Linked DNA regions of Mus musculus: region 2 is linked to region 1. Evidence: chromatin contacts called from public Hi-C data. All regions are on one chromosome and are shown on one strand. The core of a region is the stretch at or near the end of the contact, and the rest is flanking DNA. Distances in the headings are between cores, read along the strand shown. Region 1 overlaps Gm35520 (a long non-coding RNA gene). Region 2 overlaps Dlc1 (deleted in liver cancer 1).

Evidence for each region. A called contact is a pair of places that touch in the nucleus more often than the background predicts.
Region 2: a contact with region 1 is called in a Hi-C map of the N1E-115 cell line, with 5 times the contacts expected there. The contact joins two enhancer-like sites. A contact is called at or near these places in 10 of 39 promoter capture datasets (the 3T3-L1 cell line, 3T3-L1-derived adipocytes, embryonic stem cells and 5 more) and 20 of 484 Hi-C or Micro-C datasets (the C2C12 cell line, the N1E-115 cell line, cardiomyocytes and 12 more).

The regions. Positions count from the first base shown.
Region 1 is chr8:36,191,720-36,195,169 of GRCm38.p6, reverse strand. It overlaps Gm35520 (a long non-coding RNA gene), which reads right to left. Exons shown (of 4, transcript XR_870363.2): 3 at 1-473. Among named protein-coding and RNA genes, the nearest start is that of Gm35520, 5.0 kb to the right of the region's middle. Within about 2 kb of position 1,534, at least 43 of the 459 cell types and tissues checked have an H3K27ac peak or open chromatin away from gene starts, as enhancers often do. A contact at or near this core is called in the N1E-115 cell line, where this site is marked.
Region 2 is chr8:36,831,330-36,834,779 of GRCm38.p6, reverse strand. The region is part of intron 4 of Dlc1 (deleted in liver cancer 1); the gene reads left to right. Among named protein-coding and RNA genes, the nearest start is that of Dlc1, 120 kb to the left of the region's middle. Within about 2 kb of position 1,674, at least 16 of the 459 cell types and tissues checked have an H3K27ac peak or open chromatin away from gene starts, as enhancers often do. A contact at or near this core is called in the N1E-115 cell line, where this site is marked.

The DNA of each region.
Region 1 (3,450 bases), core at 285-2,784:
AGAATCTAACAAGATGAGCATGGGAACTTGGCTCCCAGGTCCACCTCCTTCAGGGCACACCGCACTAGGTGCCATGTGGTCTCAGGCCTCGAGAATTTACTCACTGTTTTAGGGTTTCTCTGATTGCACATAGCAAGTCAGACACAGAATTTCATCCTACAAGGTAAAGATGAATTAATAATAGCCTATACTTTCAGGGGGCTGGTGAGGTTTTTTTTCTTACCCCCTCGGGATTACTCTTGTGGCCTAATGAGCAGGGTTCTCACTGCTTGTCCAGCTGATCTCGATAATCAGCACACATTGGTGTTTGCCATATGTAGAGCACTCCAGATAATATCTTCCTTAACATGCAGGTAGCTGGTGAAGAGTCGATGATGTGCTCCACCATGAATGTGGAGGTACCCTTCTGTTTGGCATCTCGGTGATACCTGGACTCCCTTTGGTCCAGCATCATTGATGATTTCATATTTAGGCTAGAGGATAGAGGAAAAGATGAGAGTTCAACGGCACATATACACTATGTCTTTATCTTTACACACACACACACACACACACACACACACACACACACACACACACACACACCATACATAGGCCTTTGTGGTGTCTCTACAAACATGTCTGTGAATCTCTGGACCATCCATTAAGAAGTGTCTCATATATGCCCTCCTTTTGAATCCGTGCATTTCTTTGCAAATGATGATGTGAGACTTGCAGGGTAGGGAGAACATGAAAACATTGTCTGGTTCTTTTATGACAGTCATGCTGGGACTCTTGAGTCATGAAGAAGTAAACTGTGATGTACCCACAAACCAGATCTTGTAAGAAGTGATGTCTCCCAGAGATAAGATCAGATGGAGGATATCTATCAGGAAGAGTGAAACTTGAAAGAGCTAAGTCATTTCCTGTGTTCACCTTCACCTCATCTTGGCCCTTGCCTATTGGATGGTGCCATGTCACACACGTCTCTCTCTCATGTATCAGGCCTCTCTAGAGATACCCTCACAGACACACTAGGTTGCTAATCCTCTAGGTATCTCTAACTTAGTCCAATTGACAGGGTTAACTGTCACATGAATCCTTTCAGAAATTGTGTTTGTCTCCAAGACTACATATGTGGACGTCTTTAAAAATAGACAACTACTAAGCCAGGCATAGTGGCACATGCCTTTCATCCCAGCACTAGGAAGACAGAGGCAGGCAGATCTGTGTGCATCAGAGGCCAGCCTGGACTACAGAGTGAATTCCAGGATAGCCAGAGCTCTTAGTGAGACCCTGTCTTGAAAAGACAAAACTAACCGAACAACCAAACAAAGACAATGGAGCAAATGATGCCAATAAAGTCCCTTGGTTCTACATGTACAGGAGCAAGAAGACAGAGCTAACTCCTTGCCAATCTGTTCTCCAGCTGGAACATTGCTATATAGCCATTACTGCCATCTGTTGGTAGCAAAGTTAATATGTTTCTGTTCTGGAAATTAGCTGTGCTCCAGCAATGGCTTGAAAACAATGGGTTTTGTAAGCACTGGTGCGTCTATATATAACGACACAGCTTTGGCGAGCAGTCAGCTTTTAGGAGACACTGTGGGGGTATGAGTCACTGTTTCATAAGCACCAATTGTCTGCATTTAGTCATGCGTATAGCTGATTTTGAAGTAATTGTGTTTTTGTAGAAATAACATTTTAGGAGTCAAATGAGCCTTAGAAACTTTACTTAACATAGTTAGACAATTTCAGACAGATGGCAATCCCTTGCTCTTTTTTGATGGAAGGAATATTTTATTTATAGCATGTAATTCCTGAATGAACTTTCATCCTGATGATATCTTTCCTAGTCATTATCCATTGTCTCTGCTACTGTTGAACATAAGTGAGTCTGAAATTACTCTAGAACGTTCTTTCCTTAACAGCATCCTTTTCTGATTTAGTAATTCCTCAAAATGATCTCATTTCTCTCGGGAGGCTTATGTCCTTCCTTCCCACTGTCCCCACAGGGGGTCCCAACATCATCATGTCATAATTGTGTTATGTTTATGTATTAGTTACATCTCCTCTTTCTAAATTGTAAGACAGAAGTAGGGTGATGTATCACTTCTGCATCCCCAGATCCTACCCCAGGGCCTTATACACATTTAAGAAATAACCCTGGAGATAATTGAAGAACCAGACTGTGTTCATTTTAGGCTTCAAAGGCATCTTATAAAATACAAACTAGGTTCTTCTTGTTTATGATTAAATCTCTGTTTCTCAAGGATCGGGCTATGCTCTGCCTGTAACCTTAACTACGAACAATTCTGTACTGCATGTTCTGGTAATGGCAATCATGCCTTTGTTTCAAAATGTTAATAAGCATCCTGTAACTGCAGCCCTACCTTGTTTCAAAAGGATTGTTATGGCTACCTTGTTATGACTACCTGTTGTTCTGACCACCTTGCAATCGCGCCTTTGTTTCAGGAGGTCATTGTGAGGAACCTGTCATGCTTATGTTCTGCCCCTATAACCTCACCTATTTTACCCTCCAAAGCCCCGTTTGGAAAGCTCCTACCTCTGAGCGATAAAAGCCTTATCTTCTGTTATGTCCGGCCAGCATCCAATGCTGATCTCTTAAGCCTCACCCTAAGGGAGGCAGCCTGTGTACTTGAACTTTAACAAGCTTGCTTTAATTAATTGCTTGCTTTAATTCACTTACCTAAGTTGCTCTTTCTCCTCCCATTATTGGGATTTTCACAGTGTCTGTAGCTGGTTCTCAGAGCTTTCAATCCCCATCACAGACTCTGGAGTTCCCTAGCTCTCTCTGTCTCCATCTAAGTAACTTTACAGCGCTTTAGAAGAGCAATGGATTTGCTTATTTTGATGGTGGCAGTTATTTCTAAATTCTATTTATTCTTATGTGTACGGATGCAGGAGTAGGTCTGGGTATCACATGTGTTCAATGTCTACAGAGGCCAGAAGAGGGCATCAGAGTTATGGGTGGGGTTACAGGCGGCTGAGAGCTACCAGGTGGGTACTGGGAAGTGAACTTTGGTCTTCAGCCTGTTCTCTTCACCACTGAGCCACCTCTCCAGCCCTGGCAGCTATTTCTAATTTGCTTAGTATTGAGGATAGGCGGTGGGTATCCTTTTTAAACACATTTTTACAAAATACATGTGTAAAGGTTTTAGTTATTAATGATATCTTATTTGTTTTTGCTAATAATCCCATAAAGTAGCCAAGTTTGGAGGAAAGCATGTTGGATTCTCCCTTCTCCCCCTCTTCCTCTCCTTCCCTTCCCCTTGCCCTCTCTCCTTCCTCCCCAGCCCCCCTCCCTTTCTCCTCTTGGTTCTGCTTGGTCTGTGGTGCTAGTGTTAAGGTTCCTTTTATCTATTGGCTCAGAGTCTTTGTCTTTAGATGAGAGGTTTGGCTTGGTTGTTCCCTAATCTTTCTAAGGGGCCAGATTCCATTGAGATCAGA
Region 2 (3,450 bases), core at 425-2,924, 640 kb before region 1:
TGTAGCTGCGTGTTTGCAGGCCACTTACTTCTAGTACAGCCACAAGGACTATATAAGACTCTTAGCATCTCCTCTCTGAGGTCTGGCCATAGTTCTGTTTAGTTTTTGTGGCTAGATCACTGTCTCCTGTGATCCAACTGTGGTCCACAACAAATGCTCAACATCTGCGATCCTGCCAGATCCCAGACTCCAACTGGGATCAATAGATTTCCTTCCTTTGGCTCATTTACCACCTATGGCTCAGACCAAAAATGGCCCTGTGTTCCTTCCACTGCAAGGGGCACTCACCATTCACTGGGCTTTCCTTGTCTATCATTTCCCTCTTAAATTCCTCCCGTCAGCCTTGAACTGTGGACTGGTACCCTACAAACTCCGTTCTGTTAGGGCAAGATTTGTTTTGATTTGATATTTTCACTCTATCTTCAAAGCCATTCTTTCCCAGATCCTCTGAACTACTCTTTTTCTTTCCTATACTGAGAAATGAACCCTACCTTGAACTTCCCATCACTGAACTACATTTCCAGCACACACACACCTACACACACACACACACACACACACACACACACAACCAAATAAACAAACAGATGCAGCTATGTACTACCAGGTTTTATTCAGTGACACTAAAAATTGAATTTCCTCTGTCACAAACTGTTCTGTTTACACTAGAGACTGAACATAAGCCCACCTGCCTGGTAGTCAAGTACTCTACCCCTCGGCTAGACCCTATTGCTGATTCTTGGATCCTATTATATCCTTGAGGGGGGTTCATTCCCTCTACCTATGTTTTCAAATTCTATGATTTAATCCACTCTACAATTCACTTCCATATTAAACCTTTCATCTTCAGGTTTGGACACAATTTTAATTTTACACAGATCTATCCTGAAGCGTGATATGAGCACCCGGAATGCTATCATCAATGGACACTTGGGAGGGGTATTAAAACCTCAAGGTTATGGTGCTGTCTTTTTGGCCTTCCTAAAACTGTATATAACCAGAAGTAGAAATAAATGCAGACATCCCAAAGATGTATGGTGATTTATAATTGCAGAAAAGGGAGAAAATATGAAAGAAGTTTCTTTAAAAATAGTGTCCAAACACATACTTATCAGGTGACCTGTCAAAATATTTCAACGCCGTTTGTGCAATGACTTACACATGACCCTGTTACACATACCAAATGTGGATACAATAAAACAAACGTATGACGGCTGGTTTAAAATAGATCATAGTATTGCTCCAGGAATAATAACTCCGATTGTTCATCAGTTTGCCTAGACTGACAGAAGGGCAATACTAGGGATCAAACCCAAGGCCTTACACATGCTAAGCAAGCCTTGCACCGCAGCCCAGAATGTACCCCAGGCTGGTCTTCAACTTGTAAAGTCTCCTGTTTCGCCTTCCCAAAAGCTGGCCTTGGAGGTGTGCATTAGCACACCCAGCTTGCCTGTCTGTTGTTGGGTCTGATTTCTGTCAGCTCTAAGGAGAGCTCGTGAAGTCCCTTTCATCCTGGTCAGGCGATCTCATGCACAGAGATGAGGAAGGTATCTCACGGCAGGTTCAGTTTGGGTGCAGATCTGGAAGTGGCAGGGAGCTCTCCAGATGCTAAGTATCTTACTGACTCTCTAATGGCCAAGTCAGCAGCAGGCGAGAGAATTAGGTCAGGCTGGCTCAGATGGGTAAAGATGACAGAGTCTTAGCAGCAGCAGCACTGGCAGCAGCCTCATGGATACTGTGTACGTTCAAACTCTAGAGCAAAGGACATTTCTCTAAAACTTGTTGAAATAATAGAATATTGACTATAATATTCTCTTACAGAATACTTACTAGTATTTGTCATTAAAATATTGTTTTGAGATATATTTAGCCCTATGGTGACTTGAGGTGACAGAGTAGGTGGGTTCCATTAGAGGGACCTCCCTGCTTTGCAGAGGTGAAAGGCAGGGGGGATACGAGGAGGGGCTTGTGAGGAGGGGGCTGGCAGAAGGTAATTGCTGTGATTGGGATGTAAAGTGAATGAATGAATAGACAGACAGACAGACAGACAGACAGATCATAAATGAAACAAGTATTGTCTTGAAGTCAGAAAATCTTGACTGCGTGTATTTAAAACCATGAAGCATACAACTTAAAACTATTTCAGTTTTTCATTACTGCTCCCCTCAGTGCCTGTGATTTTTTTTCATTATTTTCCTAGTTTGTTTCTGCATTTCACAGAGGAAACAAACTTACAGTGAACTATGGGTAATTCCATCCACTGTATGCTTGGAAGAAGTATTGCAAAGACTAGCCCTATCGGCTACCCCGTGCATTTTTTTACATTAAATTAAAGTTATAAAACCCAGGCACATAAAAGAGTGTTCTGTTACCCTCTCAGGATGGTGAGAGACATTCAGTATTGTTGTAAATAAAACAAATGCAAAAAATCAGATGGCTGCTCTTAGAATAGCTTTAAGAATAATACATAGCTCTTAAATGTCCCGAAACCAGGAAAATGATATTTGTAAGATGTATGTGCATCTACTTCCTACCAACGAACCTTCTTGACTTCTTGTTAAAATTGTGTTTTGTACAACTAAGCGTCTTACAGTTCACAATAATGTTGCTGCCCTTCATTCCTGTTTTTGTGGAAATTCTAATACATTTAATCCCTTCCCATGGGTTGCCTGTTTATTTTTTTTCCTTTCCAAATGCTGCCATCTTCTGGTCAAATTATATCACTTCATGCATAGCAGAAGGTCACAGTGTCAGGCAAATTTGCTTTCTCCAAACTACTAAGAATTTGTCTTTAGGAGTGACCCAGTTGAGTTTGCCACTCTGATGTGCCAAGCCTGGGCAGACTGAAGCAAGTCCTCAGAACTGTAAGACACAAACTTCACAGAGAACATTCCATGACACGTCATGACACACAGTGCGGGTTACACAAAAAATGCGAACCAAGGGACAGACAGACAAGACCTCCAGGAATATGTGATTTTTGTTTCATGGGCTTCTGATTTCATAGAAAAATATAATGAACTCATGTAATATTCGCTTGTTATTATTTTTACATACTTTGTTTTTAAAGTTGGGCCTCTCAGAAGACTCAGTGCTTCACAAAACTGCTTACCACATAAATGTCCTCCTTTCAATGAAGTGGATAGATATTTTGTGTCTGGCAAATTTCATCTGCCCATATAACTGTTCATATTATACATTTTTGGAAGACTTTTTGTAAACAGTGTACATCTTTCAGTGGCTGGATTTGCTATGTAGACTTGTGATTATTCATTGCTCCCTCCCTCATGTGTGATTCCAAGTCATTCATTTATGGGGCACAATAGACATCTTATAATGCTCCAGGTTTCTGCACAAAGGCACAAAAATATCAAATAGAAACAAAATGCTGTCCCAGACTTGAAACTGTAGGTGCAAATTAGTAGATGTTTTTGGTCAAGTCATGGAACT